Linked DNA regions of Mus musculus: region 1 is linked to region 2. The links are chromatin contacts, called in public ChIA-PET maps. All regions are on one chromosome and are shown on one strand. Each heading gives the region's core, a stretch centred on a gene start, on an enhancer-like site or on the middle of the called end of the contact. The rest is flanking DNA. Distances are from core to core; before and after follow the strand shown.

What was found. ChIA-PET counts read pairs in DNA pulled down with a chosen protein or histone mark.
Region 1: an RNA polymerase II ChIA-PET map of memory CD8 T cells shows a contact between it and region 2, with 9 read pairs. The contact joins the promoter of Pacsin3 here to the enhancer-like site in region 2. A contact is called at or near these places in 17 of 39 promoter capture datasets (the 3T3-L1 cell line, 3T3-L1-derived adipocytes, the C10 cell line and 10 more), 3 of 484 Hi-C or Micro-C datasets (bone marrow-derived macrophages, embryonic stem cells and muscle stem cells), 7 of 115 datasets of contacts at active chromatin or transcription factors (bone marrow-derived macrophages, double positive thymocytes, effector CD8 T cells and 2 more) and 3 of 9 other capture datasets (adipose tissue, liver and pancreatic islet).

Annotation. Positions count from the first base shown.
Region 1 is chr2:91,254,470-91,261,399 of GRCm38.p6, forward strand. Pacsin3 (protein kinase C and casein kinase substrate in neurons 3) reads left to right here and starts at 2,344. Exons shown (of 11, transcript NM_001289678.1): 1 at 2,344-2,457; 2 at 5,395-5,458; 3 at 5,702-5,792; 4 at 5,935-6,091; 5 at 6,702-6,930. The coding sequence starts at 5,739.
Region 2 is chr2:91,132,325-91,138,882 of GRCm38.p6, forward strand. It overlaps Mybpc3 (myosin binding protein C, cardiac), which reads left to right. Exons shown (of 35, transcript NM_008653.2): 26 at 315-449; 27 at 529-696; 28 at 1,847-1,935; 29 at 2,090-2,285; 30 at 2,466-2,605; 31 at 2,768-2,927; 32 at 3,023-3,159; 33 at 3,412-3,598; 34 at 3,780-3,817; 35 at 3,919-4,192. The coding sequence ends at 3,790. Madd (MAP-kinase activating death domain) reads right to left here. Exons shown (of 35, transcript NM_001177720.1): 34 at 6,385-6,431; 35 at 5,036-6,077. The coding sequence ends at 5,973. Among named protein-coding and RNA genes, the nearest start is that of Mybpc3, 17 kb to the left of the region's middle. Within about 2 kb of position 4,472, at least 27 of the 459 cell types and tissues checked have an H3K27ac peak or open chromatin away from gene starts, as enhancers often do. A contact at or near this core is called in memory CD8 T cells, where this site is marked.

The sequences.
Region 1 (6,930 bases), core at 1,094-3,593, 120 kb after region 2:
TTATCGTTGTTGAATACATAGGGTTCAGCCTTATTTCTCCATATAGTCCCAAAACCTGGGGTAGGGTTTAGCATAAAGCAAAGACCCAGATGTTTCCTCAAGCGAATAAACAAACAAATGAAGGCTCAGTGGTTAGGACATTCCAGAAATTCAAGGTGAGGCTGAGTGTCCTGAAAGCTGGCTGTAGATCACCCTGCCACCTGGTACTGTGAGCCAAGTGGCTTCTTGCTGGGTTTCTGTCTTTGGCCCTCTGGGCCTGGGCATTTCATTTTGAACTGATCAGGCTGAGGGATGGATGACACTGTCCATGCACTGTGTAATTAAGGGGTCTGTTCGTTCCTAGGGCACAGAAATCTGAGCCCCTGGGGGAGTGGGAGCTGGGAACTGGGATTCTGAGCCAGTGTCTGTTTCCTTTCACCTACTACTCAAAATGTTCTGTCCTTTGCCCCCTCCCAGTACCTTAGGGACAATTAGGATCAGCTGCAACATTTCTGCTTTCCGATTCCAGATCTGACCCCAAGGGAAACCAGATGTTTTCCACTGCACATCCTTTCCTCCCTGTGGTCTGATGAACAGCCTCCTATCCTGAGCCTCCGTATCCTGACATCCCCACATCCCAGAGCCTAGCTGCCAACTTTATTTTTAATGAGGTTTTAATAGGCCGCTTCTGTAATTAATTTCATTCTTGTATTTTCACACTTTCTGTCTAGGTGCCTAAACGCCCCCAGGCGCTAGGTGCGATGTTAACTGATTCCAAATAATGCAAAGCACCATGGCTGTGATTAGACATTTCCCAAGCCCCTCTCATTTGCAGTTGTTTAACAATCATTAATTAACTGGGGCACACGGCCCAGTGGTAGGTCAGCTGGGTTACCTGTCAGGTTTTATAGAGGCAGAAAAAGATAAAGAGAAAAGATTTGCCCAAGCCTTAAGAGAGTGGGAGTTGAAATTGGTTTCAGAAACCACATCCTCAGGTTTCAAATCTCCTATTTGAGATTTGCTACAACGCGCGCGGCCAGAGTCCTCAGGCCACGGGTGATGCTCGTCTTTGAGACAACACAGGCAACTAAAGGAGACCATTTCACGCTCCTAAGTCAGCCCCCAGCAGCTGGTGTCACTCCTAAGTTACCGTTGTTATCCTCAGCCGCCCCTCTTCCCATTTTGTGAGTGGACTCTACTGAGCAAAGAACACACGTCAGTGATTCCTTCCAGATTTAGAAACAACACGATTTTGTTATTTTTAAAGTTGTCTTTTAAAAAATCCGCGCGCGCACGTACTCACACTTCTAAGGGCGTGGAGGGGGCTGGGTTGGAAATGTGCGTGCTGGATAGAGAGCAGCTAGGCCGGTTGCTTCCCAGAGCGCGCACGGTCCCCTAAGGGGCGGTCCCTTGGGCTCTCCAACCCGGAGCGAACTGTGACTCCAGGACCCCTGAGCACCAGAGGCCTGGGACCCCGCTGGCCCGCGTTCCCTCCTGTCTCTCGGGTCAGGGGCACCGCTGCGGGGTCACCCGGCTCAGGAGAGAGCAGGAGGGGCGGAGAAGCCGAGCAGGTGGAGATTAGGTCAGCCTCAGAACATTCTTGGACCGCTCCAGTGAATATAAATAACAGACCCACAAGCTCTGAAATCCCGAGAGGCTGGGGGTGGAGCAGTGAAGAAGGGATCTATTTAGGGTGGGGTGGCATCGAGACGATTCGGAAAAAGTCTACATTGAACTAGGAGGTGAGACCAAGGGATTTAAAGATATGTTGAGATAGAAAATCTGAAACCGTGAACACGGAGGGGGAGGAGTTCGTGTTTTTTTGTCCCACTCCCACCGCGTGTTTGTCTCAGGTCTCGGAATGCGCGCTAAAGCTGCAAGCAGAGCTGCTCTAGGTAGGCATGGCTTTTCTAGTCTCGCTTCGGCCGGACTAGAGATCTTGGGCAGATAACCGCTGAAGGTATCTCTAACCCTCATTCAAGGTTACAAGGAGTGGGTGGTTATGAATCTGTCTCCCTGTAGCTAACCTCTAACTTTCTAGGTGCTCTCAGCAAAGAATGCCCCCTCAGTTTTGTCCCCGAATTCCACCCTAATGATTAGTGTGCAAGTTCCCGCTCATTCCCACCGGCCTCCTAGTCTCTGGAAAGGTCGGAGAGCGACAAAGCTCACAGCTCTCTGGTAGCCTCGCTGCACCTCCTTAGACTATTGGCTCCAGCTTTCTCTGCACCCGGGGAGCAGATCCTATGGCTCGCATCCCGAGCCACCTGGCGCAGGGATGCCTGCAGTCCCCGCTGCGGGGATGCTGTCGGTGGGGTTGGGGCGGCGGCTCCGCGGAGAGGGCGGGCCCGGGGGGCCGGGCTTCCCGGGGGAGGGCCCGAAGCGCTCCAGGAGGCGGTGGCCCGGACCCGGGAGTGGTAGGACTCCGAACTGAGCGTGGCCAGATCCCCCTAACCCACCGAGGGCCCCTGAGAGGACACGGTGAGTGCTTTGGAGGGGGAGCTGGGGGGCACGGCGGCGGCATGGTGGCTCTAGCTTGCTCTTTGGTCCTTCGACTCCTGAAGTTGGCAATGGGACGGACTCCCGCGCCGGAGACCCCGGCCATTGGCTGCCACTGAGCGCAAGGCCATCTCATCTCCTACGCTAATTAGGCGTTTCTTCAGGCCAGCCAGGGGAAATGGGGCGTCCAGCTGGAGGAGCAAATCATCTCTCAGGGTGCCTAGAGGGTCCCCAACTGCTCTCCTTGCGCCCGTTCTGAAGTCCTAGAAGGGGCCTCTGTAAAAAGCCCGCCCCCCGCCCCTTCGCGCCACTATCTGTATGGCTAACCCTAGTAGGCAGCGCCCCTTCCCCGCTGCAGTAACCAGCTGGCCCCACCTCCCCACCGAGACCAAGTTCAACAAGTTTGTCCAAGAAGTCCTAGAGCCTCCATGTCTAGGCCTGGCTATGCCTATCCTGTGGCTGGCTCCACCGGCTTGGAGTTGTTCAACACCGAGCCTTCTGGGATCCGGAGGTGGTTTGTCGGGTGGCGCTGTCTATAAGGGTGGAGGCCAAAGACCGGCAGCCCCTGAGTTCTGTGATTTGGTGTGGAGGTTAGGAGTGCGTCATCAGCGAGCAGGCACCTCAGCCGGCAGGTCGGGTTTCCAAAAGTGCCCCTTTGTTATGCCCCTCCCTGGCTCTGCCTCCTCCCCCTTTCTTTGAGCCACCCCCTCCCCCATCCTTCCAAAAGACTGTGCCAGTCTCTTGATTTTAAGCGCCCCTCTCTGGTTCAGCAGCCAGACCCTCCTGCACCTCTAAATCCAAGTCTACAGGCTGACTGGGAGAGGCTGCTGGGGAAGCCCTTGGGCGCAGCCTGTGACTCAGGACACAGGACTGGGCTGGGCAGGATAGCTTTGCTCTCTTCCAGGCCTGTGTCCCCAGCTACTGGAAAAGGGTGGGGGCTGGCTTATGTGTAAGAAAGGAACAAGGCAGAAACCTTTGGAGCTCAGGTGGGGAGAGTGGGCTCTGTCCTGAAGCCCAGAACTCCCAGTTCAGCACTAGCGGCTGGGAAGAGACCCTGCCAGTGTCCCAGAAGCCTTCTGACAGGCTAAGTGGAGAGCCTGGGCTGGAAAGATTTTAACTACCTGTTCTTGCTCTCTGACCTCTTGCTGTGGTAGGATGTGTTCACTCAGATGTGGGTCTCTGCTAATGTCAGGAGGCACAAGATGCCAATCCTCCTCAACAGGGCCCAAGGTGCCAGGTCCACCCCAAGAGCTCGATGAAGCCGGGGTGCCGGGCCTGCCTGTGCCTGGGGCTCCAGCTAGTGTTTGCTCTGTGAGGCCTGAGGGAGCTGTGCCAGCACTGCACACACAGCCTGCTCTGTTCTGGGGCCAGGGAGAAGGAACGGGTTGGGGGCAGCTCTCCTGGGAGCCGGGAGCAGGAGACTGGAGTAGGCAGGGCCCCCCAGGTCCTGGATGGCTCAATGATTTATAATTACTGCTCCCCACCACCCTATCTGGCTGGCAAGCCATTCTGGATAAGTGGGGCTGACTCAAGAGGAAACAAGGTGGAGAGCTAGTGGAACTTGGGGGGCAGTTTGTTCTGTGTCTAGGGATCTTCGTTGACTATAGGCTAATGAGGTCCCAGGGAGAGGCCAGTCTCCCTCCTGCCAGCAGATGTAGGAAGTCAGCTTAGACCGGGCTTTTCTCAGGGCTGCTGTAGCCAGCATCTTTTCTGATCTTCAGATGGGCCATTCTTCTTTCCTTTTTGGTGCTGATGATGGACCTAACCTCTGGGCTCAAGTGTGTCCTATCTCTGAGCTAAGCCTCCAGTCCTTTGTTTTCTGATTTAGTTGTTACTGATTCTAGTGCCCGGGGGTAACGTGAACCAAAACTGCAGAAGTCTGTCAGTGACTTTGGACAGATCCAGTCTAAACCTATGGAATATATAGTGGGACTGAGAGCACAGGGGCTATAGGGAGCCCTGAGGAAAACAGAGTCAAATTTGGAGTTTTGAGAGTGAGTAGAGGTTTCCCAGTTTAGAGAGCACTGTGTCAGAGTCCTGCTTTGGTTGCTGCAATCTCATACTCTTGTCCCCTTGACCTAACTGTCCCAACGGCCTTGGGCTATCTCAGGGAAGAAAGTAATTTCCTTCTATGGACTAAGAGTCAATTGGTACTGGGGAGAGCTAAGACCTTGCCTGGAGGCAGGAGGCTGCATGTCACTGTGTCCTCTAGTGGGGGTGGGGTGGAGAGAGAGAGAGAGAGAGAGAGAGAGAGAGAGAGAGAGAGAGAGAGAGAGAGAGACTGATTGACTTTGGGGGTAAAATTACCCTGGACTTTTTGAAGGCAGAATGGAATTGTTACCTTAGGACCCTTTGAGACACTCCTGGATGTTGTGTGGTGGTGGCAGGGGGCAAGCAAGTGTCTCCTTACAAATGACGGGTCTTTCAAGTGTTTCATTGCCAGTTTTGAGTTTTACATCAACCGTAGCATGGACACTGACCAGGTGGGGGAATTTCCACTTTAGAGTGAGCTGAGGCTCCCTTAGGACAGTAAGGCACAGTTGTCCAAAAACTTCCTGGTCATGATAGGGCCAGGCCTTCTGGCTCTCTTTCCAGTCTGCTCAGCATGGACACTTGCTGGGGCTTGTGACAGGGCACCTCCTCACTTGGACTGGTTTGTTCATGGGGTTGCCTTGTCATCCAAGGGGTCTAGCTAGGCAAGAGTTCTCTTCTCATCTAAAGTAGGAGTGTGGGGCTTTCTGCCCACCACCCACCCCTGTCTGTCACCTAATCCCTTGCTGAATTGTGTGACCAGTCTGGCATTCTCAGCCTGGAATCTGGCACTTCTGACAGCAGTTGCTATATTGGGGGTACTGGGCACCGCCCTGGACACTGGAAGCTCTCAATCTTTACTCCCTCTGTGCTCTTGTTAACATCAAGACAGGCTCATAGTGGCAGCTTGGAGACTTGGACACGGGTCCTGGAAGTGATCTGGAGACCCCAGGTATGTAGAGGATGGACTGAGATGGGTAGCTCCACGGGGAGAAGGGAACTTGGAAGCTGCCATCTTTGCCTTTCTCCTGGCTCCTCCTGGGGACTTCTAGCCTTCTGCTGCTCGGCCATTCCTCCGGTCATTCCTTGGGTAGTGGGGATGGCAAAATGACAAAGCTTTGGACTACTAGAAGGCCTCTTCCTAGTCCCCAAACAGCAGGTCTCACTTTTCTGTTTAATCACCTGCCCTCCACAGCACCACATCTGCCACCATTCCGTGCTGCAGGGATACCATGGCTCCAGAGGAGGACGCCGGAGGGGAGGTCCTAGGGGGCAGTTTCTGGGAGGTAAGCGGCTGGGGACTGGGTCCGGAGTGGCAGCAAACTGTCCCTTTCTTGATGGGCTCAGCCACCTGTCCAGGAGTAGCCTATCTATCAGCCCCAGCTGGAAAGGGGGCTCATAAAGCCATCTCTCTTTTCTGTGTTCCAGGCTGGCAACTACAGACGGACGGTGCAGAGGGTTGAGGATGGGCACAGGCTGTGTGGGGACCTGGTTAGCTGCTTCCAAGAACGTGCCCGCATTGAGAAGGCCTACGCCCAGCAGCTGGCTGACTGGGCCCGCAAGTGGAGGGGTGCTGTGGAGAAGGGTGAGCCAGTATACAGGCCTACCAAAGGCCTCAAAGGTTATGAGGGTGGGACCCTCAGGGCAGCTTCCTGAGGCTTTGTGGGGCTTGGGGATGGAATTTAAGACCTCAAGCATGCAGGGCAAGAGGGAGCTATCTTCCTACTCCACCTGTTTTCTAGAACAGAACTGAAGGTCAGAGAAGGGACTTGCCTGAAGTCACAGCTAGGAAAAGCTAAATGTGGAGTGTAGGTCTTTTATCTGGGTAGGAAGATCCTGGGCATTACAGAGCTTGTGCAGCAGACATGGTTTTACTCCGCTTTGGACAAGTTAACCTGACGTCTCTAGGTTTAGTTTTTTGTTGTTGTTTGTTTTGCTTTGTTGTTGTTTATTTTTGCCCGGTCCACGTTAGCAATGGCAGTGTCCCCATAGTAGTAGTGAAGTCAAAGATTAATGAGATCGCTCATGTCAGAGCAGAGTAGGGAATTCTAACACAGGACTTGACACTGCTGCTGTTCAGCTGTCGCACCTCAGCTCCTACCATGCCCCTGTCTGGCACTCAGAGCAGTATGCGGGGAGGGGAAGGTCGTATTTAAGTTAGCAAACCCGCCTGGCCCAAGCTCATCCCTCTGCAGGCCCACAGTACGGCACCCTGGAGAAGGCCTGGCATGCCTTCTTCACTGCGGCTGAGAGGCTGAGCGAGCTGCACTTGGAGGTGAGGGAGAAGTTGCACGGTCCAGACAGCGAGCGAGTGCGGACCTGGCAGCGAGGGGCTTTCCACCGGCCAGTGCTGGGGGGCTTTCGGGAAAGCCGGGCTGCAGAGGATGGTTTCCGTAAAGCTCAGAAGCCCTGGCTAAAGAGGCT
Region 2 (6,558 bases), core at 3,222-5,721:
TCACACTGGGTTTTGGCTTTCTCTTACACTTCCAGCATTCCCTACACTGATAAGCAAGTTCTTTCCGAATCCTTGTGTTCTCTTGGTTCCTTTCCTCTTTTGTGAGTGAGTCGCTGTTTTGTATCAGCTCTTGGTTCGTAAGTCAATCCAGAGACATGTCTTTAAACGCAGACCAAATAAATATTCCTGGAGGTGCCTTGGAAGCCAGCAGAAGGGAAGTCCTTCCTATGAGATCAGCAGACAACTGAGGTCCTGGTAATTCATGGCTGCTTCTCTGCATGGTACAGACTCACATCCTCTCTGTCTCTGTCCAGGGCCCCCTGGCGAACCAACCCACTTGGCTGTGGAGGATGTGTCAGACACCACTGTCTCACTCAAGTGGCGGCCCCCAGAGCGCGTGGGGGCCGGTGGCCTGGACGGATACAGCGTGGAGTACTGCCAGGAGGGATGTGAGTACTCCACCTGGGGCCAGCCCTTGGGTGCTAGCAAGGTAAAGTGTGATTTTGACTCATTTATGCCTGCACCCAGGCTCCGAGTGGACACCTGCTCTGCAGGGGCTGACAGAGCGCACATCGATGCTGGTGAAGGACCTACCCACTGGGGCACGGCTGCTGTTCCGAGTACGGGCACACAATGTGGCAGGTCCTGGAGGCCCTATCGTCACCAAGGAGCCTGTGACAGTGCAGGAGATACTGCGTGAGTGCCCTTCTGCTAAAAGGCCTGCCACTGGCCACCCTTTGCCAATCAAGACAGGCTGGGGACATGGGCTTTAGTAGGCAAGGGCAGGGACAGGGGCTGGGGCAGGAAGGGCCAGGGCCTTCATCTATGCCTTGGGCTCTCTTGGTTCAGTCCCTAATTCTGGAACAGGTACTCCAGCACATAGGTATTGTCCTCAGAACTGAACAGTGAGGCTTTTCGGAGCCATTTAGGGTCGTCTGGGATACACTTCCCATTCTTCTGTTAGTCTTTGTTGTTGTTTGAGACAGGGTCTCTCTACATAGTCCTGGCTGTTCTGGAACTATGTAGACCAGGCTAGCCTCAAACTTACTGTCTGCCTCTAACTCCTGAGGGCTGGGAATGTGCCATTTGCACCTGGCTCATTCTGTTCTTTACCTCAACAAAGGTAGAAGGATTGGTTCTCTAGGTCAGAGGGAAGCAACAAATTGACAAGCATAGAATCAGAGCCTTTGCTTACATTTTTCAAGAATTGTGGCTCCAAATAACTTCCTTACCATCTTGAACTGAAGCTGAACACAGTGGCACCCCGCCCCCACACACCCGTGCCCCCGTGCCCCCACCCTGTAGTGCTGGAGGAGGGTGAGGGATGTGTAGCAGGCTTGGCTGTATGAGCTCCCCCTCAAAAGATAACACAGGGGCTGGGAAGATGGGCTCTCTGTTAAGAGCACTTGCTGTTCTTGCAGAGGATCAGGGCTTGGTTTCAGCACACATATGTGTGGCTCATAACCATTTCTAACTCCAGTTCTAGGGGACCCATTGCCTTTTTCTGACCTCTACAAACACAGGCACACACATGGCGCACATATATGCATGCAGGCTAGATGCTCATGCACATAAGTCCATAAATAAATCTAAAAAGTGAAACACACACACACACACACACACACACACACACACACACACACGATAGTAATATATCGAAGCTCACTGTACAGCTTTTAGTGTTGAGCATACTGCAATTGCTGTGGGTTAGGAGAGTCTGGCCCATGGGAACTTTTTTCTCAGCTATAGTGCTCTGGACCCTGCCCCAGGAGAGAATGGACCTGTGGAATCCTTAGGGTTGGGCTACAGAAGGGCTGTTAGTGAGCTGCCTCCTTTCTACCCACAGAACGACCACGGCTCCAACTGCCCAGACACCTGCGCCAGACCATCCAGAAGAAAGTTGGGGAGCCTGTGAACCTCCTCATCCCTTTCCAGGTAGGCTGACTCCTTCCCTGTCCCTAAGAAGAAACCACAGTTGAAGGATCTCCTGAAGGCTGCAGACCCTGAGGCCTCCATCCACGTGTTGCTGGTGCAGAACCTGCCCCTTCGGAGCGTCAAGCTCAGGGTTGGGCTGGTCATCTTCCCCCAGGGCAAACCCCGGCCTCAGGTGACCTGGACCAAAGAGGGGCAGCCCCTGGCAGGTGAGGAGGTGAGCATCCGGAACAGCCCCACAGACACGATCTTGTTCATCCGAGCTGCCCGCCGCACCCACTCGGGCACCTACCAGGTGACAGTTCGCATTGAGAACATGGAGGACAAGGCAACGCTGATCCTGCAGATTGTGGGTATGTGGGCCCGGAACCTCCCTTTCAGCACCCTTGTCTCCTGACCTTGTGTCTGGGAGCCCAGCTCAGAGCTCCTGCCGAGGGCACTTAGAAGGAGGGCCTTCTAGGTACTAACAGGCTCCTGCTTCTGCTCGGTCACTTCAGAACGCTCAGTGTGCCAATCAGATCTGTCTCCTGCAGACAAGCCAAGTCCTCCCCAGGATATCCGGATCGTTGAGACTTGGGGTTTCAATGTGGCTCTGGAGTGGAAGCCACCCCAAGATGATGGCAATACAGAGATCTGGGGTTATACTGTACAGAAAGCTGACAAGAAGACCATGGTGAGCCTGGGGCCCTGGGTCTACATATACCCTCCCCTGTGCTTACCATTCACCCCCAATCCATTATTCTGGTTTCCTGCATGGTAGGGGTAGTGGCACAGGGGGTACCCAAGAAAGGCAGAGGTCCCTCAGAGAGTCCTCCCTTCCTTCACCATCCTCCAGGAGTGGTTCACGGTTTTGGAACACTACCGACGCACTCACTGTGTGGTATCAGAGCTTATCATTGGCAATGGCTACTACTTCCGGGTCTTCAGCCATAACATGGTGGGTTCCAGTGACAAAGCTGCCGCCACCAAGGAGCCAGTCTTTATTCCAAGACCAGGTGCTGTACCCTCCCTCACACTGTGAGGAATCTGGGGAAGGAGGGGGAGCCTCACTTGGGGTGACCTTCTTGGTACCAAGACTTGTCACCAACAGGCATCACATATGAGCCACCCAAATACAAGGCCCTGGACTTCTCTGAGGCCCCAAGCTTCACCCAGCCCTTGGCAAATCGCTCCATCATTGCAGGCTATAATGCCATCCTCTGCTGTGCTGTCCGAGGTAGTCCTAAGGTAGGGACTCAAGGTCCTGGGCTAGACTGACAGGAGGCTGGTCTCCTAGGCTCCTTATGGTTAACTCTCCCCAGTCTATATTGTCTTTCCCCTGAGCAGAGCCTAATCCCCCATTGCTGACTCTCTGTTCATTCTCAGCCTCTGGCTGAGTCTGGTGCTCTAGTGGGAATTTCTAGAATAGTCTCTCTGAATTCTCACCGGTTCTTCCATCACCAAAATGCTCTCCTTCTCTTCTGTTTACTTGATGTTCAGCCCAAGATTTCCTGGTTCAAGAATGGCCTGGATCTGGGAGAAGATGCTCGCTTCCGCATGTTCTGCAAGCAGGGAGTATTGACCCTGGAGATCAGGAAACCCTGCCCCTATGATGGTGGTGTCTATGTCTGCAGGGCCACCAACTTGCAGGGCGAGGCACAGTGTGAGTGCCGCCTGGAGGTGCGAGGTAAGGAGCCTTCTGGGCCAGGGCTTGGGAGAAAGCAGGACAGCACCATGGACCCTGGGCTTGGCTCTGCTGTCCTGGTTCAAGGAGTACCTCTGGCTGCTAGATCACTGGTCCTGACATGTTCAGTGGATCTTGGCTTTTGGAAGACTAGGGAATCACATGGTTTCCTTCCCTCTTACAGTTCCTCAGTGACCAGGATGGCTCCCCAGAGATGGCTAGGTACGTATTCCAAACCACCTAAGGCCAAGGGCCTAGGGTGGCTATCAGGAAATGGGGGTACAAGAAGCCACAGTTCATCCACAAGGCAGCCTATGTCTCAGGTACAAATGGATGCCAGGCTGTGTACCAGACCGGAAGGGAGTTGGAGGAGCACCCTTTTCTGCTACTGCATGTGTGTGTGCAACTGTGCATCCTGGAAGGACTGGCCAGCAGTGACACCAGGCAGGTCTGCTGGGTTCTGAAGAAACTGACCCTAAGGATAATGTTAATACTGGGAGCATAAAGTGTGTGGGCTTCAGAAGTGGTGACTGGGGACAGGCCCTTTTGGCTGGCTCATTGTGTAGGAGCAATAAAAGATCTGTGCCATTCCTGGGGGTTGATGTCTCCTGTTCATGTCCATGGGAAAGCATACAGCATTCGCTTGGTCACCCCACTCTCCAGTTCAGTGTCCTGGACTTGTGGGACATCAGCACTGGAAAGGATGTCAGCCTCCCTCCACCCTCATGCTCAGGTGAGGAAGTGTGGAAGTGAAAGCCGTTGGAGGCACAGGCATATGGGCCTCATGCCAGTAACCCAGGCAACACCAGCTGGGTGCTATACGGGGGACAGGGCAGTAGAGCCCTGTACTGTATTAGACATCAAGACTCCAAGAGCCCACAGCTCACGACCACATCTCATGGGACAGAGTGACTCCATGCAGCTCAGACACAGGAAATCACAACCTTCTCTGACTTCCTCCCAAGAGACCACATTTCCTTACAAATCTTGTGGCCGGCAGGTCTCAGAAGTGTCATGGCAGTGTGCTGGGTATTCTGCCCACAGGTGCCAGGGTTTCCCATGGCATAGATAGCCCATGAGGGTTGGACATGGGTTACCACTTTATTTTTTACAGAACCCTGGTCCGAAGGCCCTTGGGAGGCCCAGGTCACCACAGCACATCTGAACACACGTGTACAGGGTCACAGAGCAGTACCCCTGTTTTCCTGTGACTTCTTTATCAAGCTGTTCAGGTGTGAATGCCCAAGTCACCTCCTCTCTAGTGCCCAGAACATCTCAGGACTTTACAGCCGTAGTGTCGTAGGTGTTCCTTTCTGGCACCCCAGGAAGCCCAGGAGGCAGGAGGCCAGGGCAGGCTCTCAGTATGCCAACGCTGGATGCAGATGAGCTAGGGACAGCCTTCCTCAGGCCCGGGCTGAGAGGAGTGCACAGGAGCCCAAGTGGAGTTCAGGACATTTATTTCACATCACACAGCTGTACATTTTTCTATAAATAATGTGGAGCTGAAATATTTACATTCTCCTCCTATCCAGTCCATAGCTTTCTTCTGGCACTGAAGCCAGGAGACTCTGCCTGCAGACAGGCGTGCACTCTGGGCTCAGCTCAGCCCTGACCCACCTATCCCCGGCCCTTAGGCAGAGCAGCTGGTGCTGTCTGGGACACCATCACCTCATTCCTCCGTCCTCTCATGCCAAAGGCCAGGAAGACCACTGCACAAATCCCAGCTCGGCACATGGCAGCCACTCAGGGACACCCATCGATGGAGCTGGGGCAGGCAGCAGCATGACATGCACCCACAGTTTAGAAACTGTGAGGAAGCAGGAAGGTCGCCCACCACTTACTGAGCTTCCTTTGAACCTCCCCTCCTCCTCCCAGGCCCTCAGCCAGGAAGATTTGTCCCCAGGTGTCTTTCACTTCCCAGAGTGGAACTGTCCCAGGTGCCCCACAGTGCCAGATCATAGAGGACAGAGAGAAGACTCCTAAACTGGAGGATATAAGGACTAGGACAAGGGACCACAGTGCAAACATCTCAAGGACAGGCAATAGTGGGCTCACAGTGACCCCACAGACACACACACCACACACACCACACACACACACACACACACACACACACACACACACACACACACTCTGGAGCCCTGAGGGAACAGAAGGCTAGTCTGCTATTGTAGGAAGAGAAAGTAATGAGGCTAGCTTAGCCCCGTGACAGATGAACACAAAGACACTCAGACGTAAGAGAAGACCAGCTAGACCGTGGGAAGGAACTTGCTGAGAACACACACACATTCCCATCTCAGTCCAGCAGCTTCGGTGCTTAGGAGCAGCAAGAGGTGAGGGGAGACCCCTGGGCTTGGCCAGCTGTGGAACCCTTCTATCAGCTAGAGACAGGCCGAGGTGGGGTTCGAAGGTCTTCTTCACTGCTACGAACTGCGGCCACATACGAGAAGAGACACAACACAGAGTAGCAGATCTCGTGGGCCTGCAGGGAACAGAAGACCCGTTGGATCAGCCACACTGAGACTCCTTCTTAGGTAGAGGGTCAGCCTAGAGTACGAGGCCTGCCCTGACACTAGTGCAGGCCCCTGGGCTGAGTGAGCCTCAGGCAAGTCTCTGGAAGCCTTTCTCCTGAGAGAGGGGGGTCAGCACATGTACCCCAGATGAAAGGTGTGTTTGACTTGAGTTGAACCCCTGGCATCTAGTCCCCCGCGAGGGTCCACCCTTCTTGCCGGAAGGTTCCCAGGGAGCCCTGCGTGCTTCGGCCTGCTGTGGCTGGGACGCATACTCACCATTGGCGTCTTGTACTTGTGGCTCACCACTTCTTTAATTTCAGGAACTAAAACCGGACGGGCAAGAGACAAAACAGAAAGTTCAAAACTAAGAGCAACAGGGTCCTACTCCCCCGGGCGGCTGCGCCCGGTGCCAGGCTCCCCTTCCCTCTGTAGCCTCTCACAGTGGCTGTG